Regions from separate parts of the Sus scrofa genome. Here regions 1 and 2 are each linked to region 3. The links are chromatin contacts, called in public Hi-C maps. All regions are on one chromosome and are shown on one strand. Each heading gives the region's core, a stretch centred on a gene start, on an enhancer-like site or on the middle of the called end of the contact. The rest is flanking DNA. Distances are from core to core; before and after follow the strand shown. Region 1 overlaps SOX6 (transcription factor SOX-6). Region 2 overlaps SOX6 (transcription factor SOX-6). Region 3 has its middle 610 kb from the start of INSC.

Evidence for each region. Hi-C and Micro-C count contacts between places; a contact is called where the count stands out from the background.
Region 1: a Hi-C map of fetal skeletal muscle shows a contact between it and region 3, with 2.5 times the contacts expected there. The contact joins two enhancer-like sites. A contact is called at or near these places in 1 of 47 Hi-C or Micro-C datasets (fetal skeletal muscle) and 1 of 2 datasets of contacts at active chromatin or transcription factors (skeletal muscle).
Region 2: a Hi-C map of fetal skeletal muscle shows a contact between it and region 3, with 1.9 times the contacts expected there. The contact joins two enhancer-like sites. A contact is called at or near these places in 2 of 47 Hi-C or Micro-C datasets (embryonic fibroblasts and fetal skeletal muscle).

Annotation. Positions count from the first base shown.
Region 1 is chr2:42,745,745-42,748,444 of Sscrofa11.1, reverse strand. All of the region lies in intron 5 of SOX6 (transcription factor SOX-6), which reads right to left. Among named protein-coding and RNA genes, the nearest start is that of SOX6, 300 kb to the right of the region's middle. Within about 2 kb of position 1,429, at least 5 of the 83 cell types and tissues checked have an H3K27ac peak or open chromatin away from gene starts, as enhancers often do. A contact at or near this core is called in fetal skeletal muscle and skeletal muscle, where this site is marked.
Region 2 is chr2:42,681,303-42,684,002 of Sscrofa11.1, reverse strand. The region is part of intron 3 of SOX6 (transcription factor SOX-6); the gene reads right to left. Among named protein-coding and RNA genes, the nearest start is that of SOX6, 240 kb to the right of the region's middle. Within about 2 kb of position 1,347, at least 5 of the 83 cell types and tissues checked have an H3K27ac peak or open chromatin away from gene starts, as enhancers often do. A contact at or near this core is called in fetal skeletal muscle, where this site is marked.
Region 3 is chr2:43,400,151-43,402,850 of Sscrofa11.1, reverse strand. No RefSeq gene overlaps it. Among named protein-coding and RNA genes, the nearest start is that of INSC, 610 kb to the left of the region's middle. Within about 2 kb of position 1,415, at least 53 of the 83 cell types and tissues checked have an H3K27ac peak or open chromatin away from gene starts, as enhancers often do. A contact at or near this core is called in fetal skeletal muscle and skeletal muscle, where this site is marked.

The DNA.
Region 1 (2,700 bases), core at 180-2,679, 650 kb after region 3:
CGTAAGTGCTGAGTTTTAAGTCACTAATATTCTTTCCAATAGAAGTGTTCCATAGTTGTATATTTTGTACTATGTTTTATTCAGACATTTTTAATGTGCATAAAGAAAGTCCCTCTCATACTATCACAGTTTCCCTGGATAATTCAGAGTTTTTAAGACACAATATGAAGAACAACTTGGAGAAACAATGCACAAGTTGTGTTGTAATCAAATAACAACTAAGACATGAGCAGCTGAGCAGAGGGAAGATGGGCAACGGAATGCCGTGCGGCAATCAGCACTGTTGACTAATCAGAATTTGAGACACTAGAAGGTAATAAGGGTATTATAAAGAATGGCTTATTGAAGGAGCAGCTGTTTATGTGTAGCTCACTGTTTAAATGAGTTCCACTAGATTGTCATGGTATGTTTTGGTGAAAATGTTTAACTCCTTTTAAAATGATCATTAGAGAAGAAACAGCAAGTACCAAGTGGCAAGTTTGGAGATATCAAAGCACCTACTACGATTTAAAAGCATTAGAACAGTTATCTGGGTGTTTAGAAATTGTAGGAAATGTCTTTTAAGTCAAAAGTACTTATGTATTCATTCGTCTCTTAAAAAGCCTAGAAGGTAGGTCATGCCATTATCAATACTGGGTTGCCATGGGTACAAAGATGAGACTGTGATATAATGGGGGACTCTTCCGAGGATGACAAAATGAAAAAGTAGAATAAAAATACCCATCAGGACAGCTACAAATCAGAGAATGTCTCTGAATTTAGAAATTTGTCCATCTTCTCAATAAGGAGAGGGAATAAGATCCTGAATTAAATTTCAAAATAAGATTTTAATGTTTGAGACTAAAATAATAATACTTAAAACCACTCTCCTTTTCTAACTTAGAAGAAATAAATAATTTTTAAAGAAGAGGAGAGAGAACGCAAAATAACACTTAATTCACTAATGATATTTTCACAAAGCAATTATCATCTTATTCAAAACTATTGGTCATAGAGTTGTATTGGCTTTGCAATTGAATCGATTTACAGGGTTTTGTCTCCCTTACTTTCACCCAAGAAGCTATTGTCTATTGTTTCTTTTGCACTAGCAAAAACAACAACAACAACAAATCCACAAATTACAAGATAAAGGCACCAAGTAATACTTCAAAAAATTTATCATAATTTAGTATTATGAAAATTTCATTCTGACAACAAGTGTTCAGTATTTTAAAGCAGTCAGCAAGCGGTTGAAACTCTGCTATCTTTTGTAACAGTTCACATGTCAAACTGGCAAAGTGCCCACTGTGTAAGGCAGAAAAAAAAAAAATCTATCTAATGCCTGCCCCACAAGGCGACATGAGGTTTGATTGGCAGAAAGCAGAGAGTGGCTTTTGATCATGTGTCCTAACAAGCAGTTCCAGCTCCTGTCTTTTCAGCTGATGGGCTCCACATTACCCATTCAAACAGAAGTGACAGACCACTGCACTACTCTCGGCTCTAGTCACACGCAGTGGGAGCTATGCTGGAGACAGAGTCACTGATTAAATATATCACTTTTTCAAGACAAGCAGGTTGTCTGAATCAAAGTTGGACAGAATAGACTCAACATTATTAAAAGGGTATATAAAACTGGGATTGAGTGATGTTCAGCCAGTTTGCACAGCCTCAGGGATTCCCAGGCTGACAGGGGGAATAAGGAACAGCAGAACTCATAAAACAGGGTCAGAAATTAGCTGTGACACCTTGGCTATTTTCCCATCACTTCAGGACCACTGGGTTTCAAAATTCTAGAGTCTCTTTTTACCTTTTTTACTTTCATTTTTAAAAATGAATTCAGTAGAGGGAGAAAAGCACATAAAAGCATGATTACTGCAGTTTGTCAATTATAGTCTTAAAGGAAATAAAGTACTGGATGCAAACCCTTTGCATCTCATTTTAAAATATACTAATACAGGTTTTTCAAAATAAGACCCTTATTTTAGAATTTTATTGCATTTTTTGGTTTGGAATTATGGGATAACTTTAAAATCTAGGAATCTTAATCACAGAAATTGTACAGTTTAATATCTACTAAACATCCTGACTGCCAGAGGGCTACCCAATTGCCAGTTATCATCTTTAACCATCCCATATTCTTTGCTATAGTATGCATATACATTTAAAGATTTTGCTTTAAATATATTTAGAAATACAGACATCTAAAATTTATAGAACTGTTCAATACAAATTCTTCATTGTCTAGATTTTATGTAATTTTAAAATCATTGAATACAGTGTCTTATAATCTTTGCTACATCATTAACTTCCTGTGTATGCAAATAAAGTCTAAAATTGTTTTCTATTTAGAAAGGTAAAAACAAATGTCCGGAGAAGTAAAAAAGAGAGTAACTCTCTGGCTATAGAAACTAAAGAAATAGACCAAAATATAGGCAACTATCTGAAACCAAATATAAAATCAAATAAATGGTACATTCAGATGTTATCTCAAAACAATCCTCTCACAATATTTTAATTTCTTCTCAATTACATTATAAAAATATTTTCATTTTTTTAGTAGCATGCTCCATCCATTCCTTGAAACACTTAATGTTCTCGTTATTAGTTCTGGCATCACTGTAAATATGTAATAGCAATCTGCTTGTTAGGTATTTAAGTTATAATGAAAAGTTTAAATACTCCTACCAAAATAAAGAGAATTTTAATAGAGAAAGTAAGGAA
Region 2 (2,700 bases), core at 98-2,597, 720 kb after region 3:
GTTAAAAAGTCAGGATTATTTTAAAACAACTTCCTCATAAGGCATAGTCACTTGAAATTACTTTTTTTTCTCTATACTATTGCTTGGGAAGAATTCACCTCAAAACTATCATTTGAGGAGTTCTCTTGTGACTTGTTTGAGATTGAGATAATTATCCAAAGGAGCCATTGGATTTATTAGAACAATATTTTTAATATGGTCTTTTTAATATTTTCATTACTTCTAAGATTATTATCAAATGGCATTCACTTTTTAGATGATTTATATTTGCTCAAAAGAAGCCCTGTTTCTAACATAAAGCAACATTTTAACAGTTGGTTTACCTAAAGAAAAAATTAAAAATTCAGGCCAACGTTCACATTTATTTTCGCAACTCAGCCCAAGGCTACCAAGGTAGATTTATTTCAGTCAGATAATTCACTGTTAATTTAATGCTGCAATTGATCTGATACTTGAGAAATAAACAACTAATTTTCCAAAAATATAACACAGTGCCTCTCATTTTAAGGAGCATGAGTAACAGATATGTTCAGTTGCCAAAATGCACAATACCCAGGAACCCCTACAAAGGATGTCAGTCCACCCAGCCTAGGGCCAAGAATGATTTAAAAACCTTTTTCCTGCACTTCCAATTCCCACGTTTACTGCAGGGAGAGTGGACAGGCCCAGGGAGAGACCATGATTACAAACATTAAAATGAGAATAACCCTTTTAAAACTTTACTGTCTTCATTCAAGGAAAGCCTGAAGGTTGTTATTGATTCTTTGTATTATTTTATCCAGTACTACCTCCTGTCCCTCACTCCACCTCCAAACTTCCCTAGGCTTTTGCCAGGTTTTTCTCTCTCCTCCATCTGTTTAATAAGCAAATAAGAAAATCCAATGTTGGGGGGGTAACTGTTTTCAGAGCTATTTTGAAGAGTTATAAACCTATTTTTTAAAATTTGTAGTGGTTCTATCAGAGCATATATGGTAACATATACAGATAATATCTGTTAGAAGAAAACTCACTGATTTGAGTTAGCTGTCAAATCAATAGCAATGAAGCAAATGAAATATGCTTGAAGCCCTTGAAGTATGTCTGAGAAGGGGCTTAAATTAATAGATTTTGACTTATCTAAGGCTTCTAATTTTTTATACCAAAGCTCCAAAATTGTCTTCAAAGGCCTTCTGAGGTTCTTACAAAACAGGGACTACCTGGAACAGATTCTTCTCAAGTCATCAAAGTTTGTGTTTCTAGAGTTTATATTTAGCTGACAATATTGCTGTCACTTTATATAGCTTAAGACTGTTCTTTGGACTAGAGCTCATATGTCTTGGAATGCTTTGACTCATGAATTGTTTCTCCTGATAATGTTACATCACGTAACCACCTCTGTCTAATTGGTTAGTATCTGCTGGAAGAGGCAGGCAACCAGCCTAATGACTGGCCTGCCTGCCTGACTGCCTATGGAAAACCTATAATTATTACATGTGTCTCTGAGTATCCAGTTTCTTCCTGGGATCAAAACAACTTGCCTTCCTCTCTCTATACTTTTTGCTTAACAGAAATAATACTGAATTTTTTTCTCCTAGCTTATCTACCAGTAACTTGGGATCTTTGCTTTGGAAAGCAGGCCAACAATACATAAATATAATCAGTCATCTAACAAGAAATAAGAGAAAAACCAAACAATGGTTACTATAAATATACACTAAGAGGATTTTAATCAAGCACAATGACTTCATAGCTCAAAGGAAAGACCTCTATGTGGCTTGAGTGAAAGAAAGCTGTCTAAAATAATAGTAGAATGAATGTATTTATATATATTCACTTTGAATCTCCTCTTTACATGAAATGAGAACCATAATTTTTAAAGTGAGTATCAAACATGTGTCTTGGTCAGCTTGAAACCAATCCACTGGTATGGAAGCCCAGTTACAGGATATCTTACCCAATTATCAATAAATACTTTAAACCAGAAAAATAACTTCTCAGAGAGAAAGAGTAGGTTGGAAGCTGTAACCATACTTTTCCATTCTCACCTCTATTTTCACTTTTTAATATTGCCAGAATAAAGGAAGAAAAATGGATATTGATACTATATAGACAGTTTCAAAAAAGGAAGGCTCACACATGGTGACGGTGAGCAAAATTATACAAAGAAGCTAACCTCTGAGGTTCTCCTTTAGCTAAATAAAGCAAGCCAGAAATTCCTCTCTTTCATGTAATGAAATAAGGTATAAATTTGAAGTTCTTATCGAATAAGAGGAAGAAGACCTGGAAGAAGAAGAAGAAGCGGGAGGGAAAGGGGACAGGATGGAGAAGGAGAGGAGTGGAGGGAGGGACGAAGGGGAAGGGGGAGGAGAGAAACAACCATGGCTTTGCAGTTCATTTTCAGTTTGTCTACTTAATGAAAACCTCATTGTACAACCCTGAAAACCATTTCCAGCAGGCAAAGTATTTCTGATTCAGCAGAGGTTACACAAGCATCAAAGCAGTTAAATATAGGTGCCAAGCCACATTGCCAGGAGCTCTTAGTACTGTGAGTTAGTGTTACCTGACAGCTTAGTGAATATAAAATTACTTGTTTCTCCAATTGAAGACAATCAAATTGTCACCTTCCATTGTAATAATGCACAACTAGTGATCAGCAAAGTGCAAACATAATTACCATGAAGAAAACAAAAAATCAAATCTAAATCTCTCTACAGAGTAAAC
Region 3 (2,700 bases), core at 166-2,665:
AGGGAAACATCCCCAGGTGTCAGGCTGCTTCCTGGTCAGTCTTGGCTACAGCCTTCTTTGATGGGCTTCCTGCATATCATTATTATTCCTACGTCTACTCATTTTTTGTTGCAGTTTTTTAGGGCCACACCCATGGCATATGGAAGTTCCCTGGCTAGAGGTCAAATTGGAGCTACAGCTGCCAGACTATGCCACAGCCACAGCCACAACACCACCAGATCTGAGCCACATCTGCGACCTACACCACAGCTCACAGCAACGCCGGATCTTGAACCCACTGAGCGAGGCCAGGGATCGAACCTGCGTCTTCATGGACACTAGTCAGGCTTGTTACCGCTGAGCCTCAGTAGGAACTTCCCTACTTCTACTGATTTAAAAAGAATGTTCACAGAAGTACCATGACCTGTCTAAGATGACACAGCCAGTAAGGCCATACTAGAGGTCAGGATGAATGCCCTAAAAGAGGGTGACATAAGAGATCCTGGTGGCATAGGGAAGGCTGAGGGGCATGCCTGACTCAGAATGAGGTTAGACTGTCACGACAGGTGAAGTTCTAACCCTCTGGAAGCTAGAAACAGGGACAGCGGCCATTCTTTGGAAGACCCACAATTGGTTCACTTTGACTGATCAGAAATAGCCCTCCAAATCCAGAGGCAGGATTTTCAGACCTTCTAAAGGGAGCTGTGGTCAGATGGGGTACAAGGGGCTTTTCCTAGTACTCCTGTTTCCCCTAGTGCCCATAACAGTGCAAGCCAGAGAACCGGGGCTTCAGATGGCCCAGCTAAGTTGCTCTCACACAACTGCAAAAGGATACTCAGAACAAAAGGAACAGGGTGTGATGGGAGGGTCCAGTCAGAGGGACCTGAACACTGTTCTCTGCCATCCTCAGTCCTGGGCAGCCCTGCCTATCGGCACCTCCCCTTCAGAGGCCTGTATGCCCTGCCCTGCAGTTCCCAGATTCGGACAGTAGGTGGCAGTGGGTCGTGAGAAATCTCTGTAGTCGCCTTCTGGGGCTTTGGAGACCCAGCCAGGAGAAAAACGTGGCTGGGCTTCGGCCGCGCTGGTGAGAAACGCCCCCGGGGTGGGGCGAGGGGGCTGTCCCGGGACCCTGCGGCTCCGCTCCGCTCCGGCCGAGGTCAGCGAGGACCTGGGAGGCAGCGCCCTGAGCAGGACATGGCGGGCTCCTCGGGGCTCCCGGTGCGCCGAAGCGGCTGTGCTGCCACGGGGAGCCCTTGGGGACCTTTACCCCTGGCGAAGGCCTTGCCCATTACCTTCTTAGCCAGAATGTGTGGCTGGCGTGGGAATTCATTTCCTACGCAAATAACTTTTTTTTTTTTAACTGAAGAAACTGCCATTCACAGAGGTTAAGAGATTTGGCCGTGGCCACAGAGCCGGCTGTGTCTGTGCAGAATTACAACCCAGTTCGGTCTGATGAGTAGGTGCGGGGTCCCCTTGTAAGAAGCGCCTGGGTCTAATCTGGAGTGGCTTCTCTCTGGTCTGCGTTTCAGACTCGTGGCTCAGCTCCGGTGTGGCCCTGGGCTAGTTTTGCCTCCACTCCGACGCGATGTTTAGCGAGGGAAGTAGCTGCGATGGCCTCTGGGTGGCCTTCGAGGGCCCTAATTCGCTCCCCAAGCCCGAAAGGTACAGCCTCCCCCTGCCCAGCATCCGGACCCTAACAGAGCTGGCCCGCCTGTCTGCCTCCTCTAATAAGTAATACTGGGTCTCATCCCCTCTCACAACCTCTGACATTTTAAAGCACTTTTACACTTGAGAATTCGTTAGATCTTTACAATCACCCTGCGAGGCAGGCAGAAAAGGGGTGTTTACTTTTACAAAAGGGAAAAACCGTGCCTTCAGAGAGGTGATTTGCCAGTCAGTGAGTAGCTGAGCCCGGTCTTGAACCCTAGGTCTTACCAGCTGCCTCCCTCAACCGGGAGGGAGTAGAAGTGCTGGTGCGAGAACTCTCCTGCGGCGAAGGCCGCTTCCGCGCCTGCCTCTTCCACTCCCGACAGCGGCGGGCGGGGAGCAGCGGACAAATTAATTCACGCAATCTTTACATTATGTATAATGCTGCATGATTTTATTTTGCTTCATTCCCGAAATCTTTTACAGTAATTAGTAGCCGAGTAAAATATAAAAATTAATGCAATATAACACTTTAATGGTAATAATACACCATCCTGTCTAATTAATAAAATCTGTTGTTTCCAAGCACGATTATTTATTTGACAAATTGATAGCACACATCCTGTTCATACCCTCTTTTCTGGCTCCTATCCTTTCAGTTTATTGAATAAAATTGTAGCAGGAAAATAAACAGATTGTCTTCTGACCTGACAAGCAAGTGAGAAATAAACCCCTCACTCATACATCTCTAATTGTTCTCAACAATATTCTCCAACACATGTCCAAGTCTGTTAGAAATGAATCTCAATTTCTCCTTCCTTTTTTTTTTTTTTTAAATAATTGTATCTCCTTATTATAGAGGAAAGAGACCTAACTACCCTTTTTCTCGGGCAGTCTGGGGAGATGAATTTTGTGACTGTTTAGAGATTCTGATGGCTCGCTGATGGAGCTATTGCTCTGCTCTGCAGAGAGGCAGTCCCGGGCTGCTCTGAGCTACTGCTATGGAGGAAAGCTGAACCCACCTCCGAGGCAGGGAGGAGGCAGACGGGAGGATTGTCATCAGGAGTTAGGAAA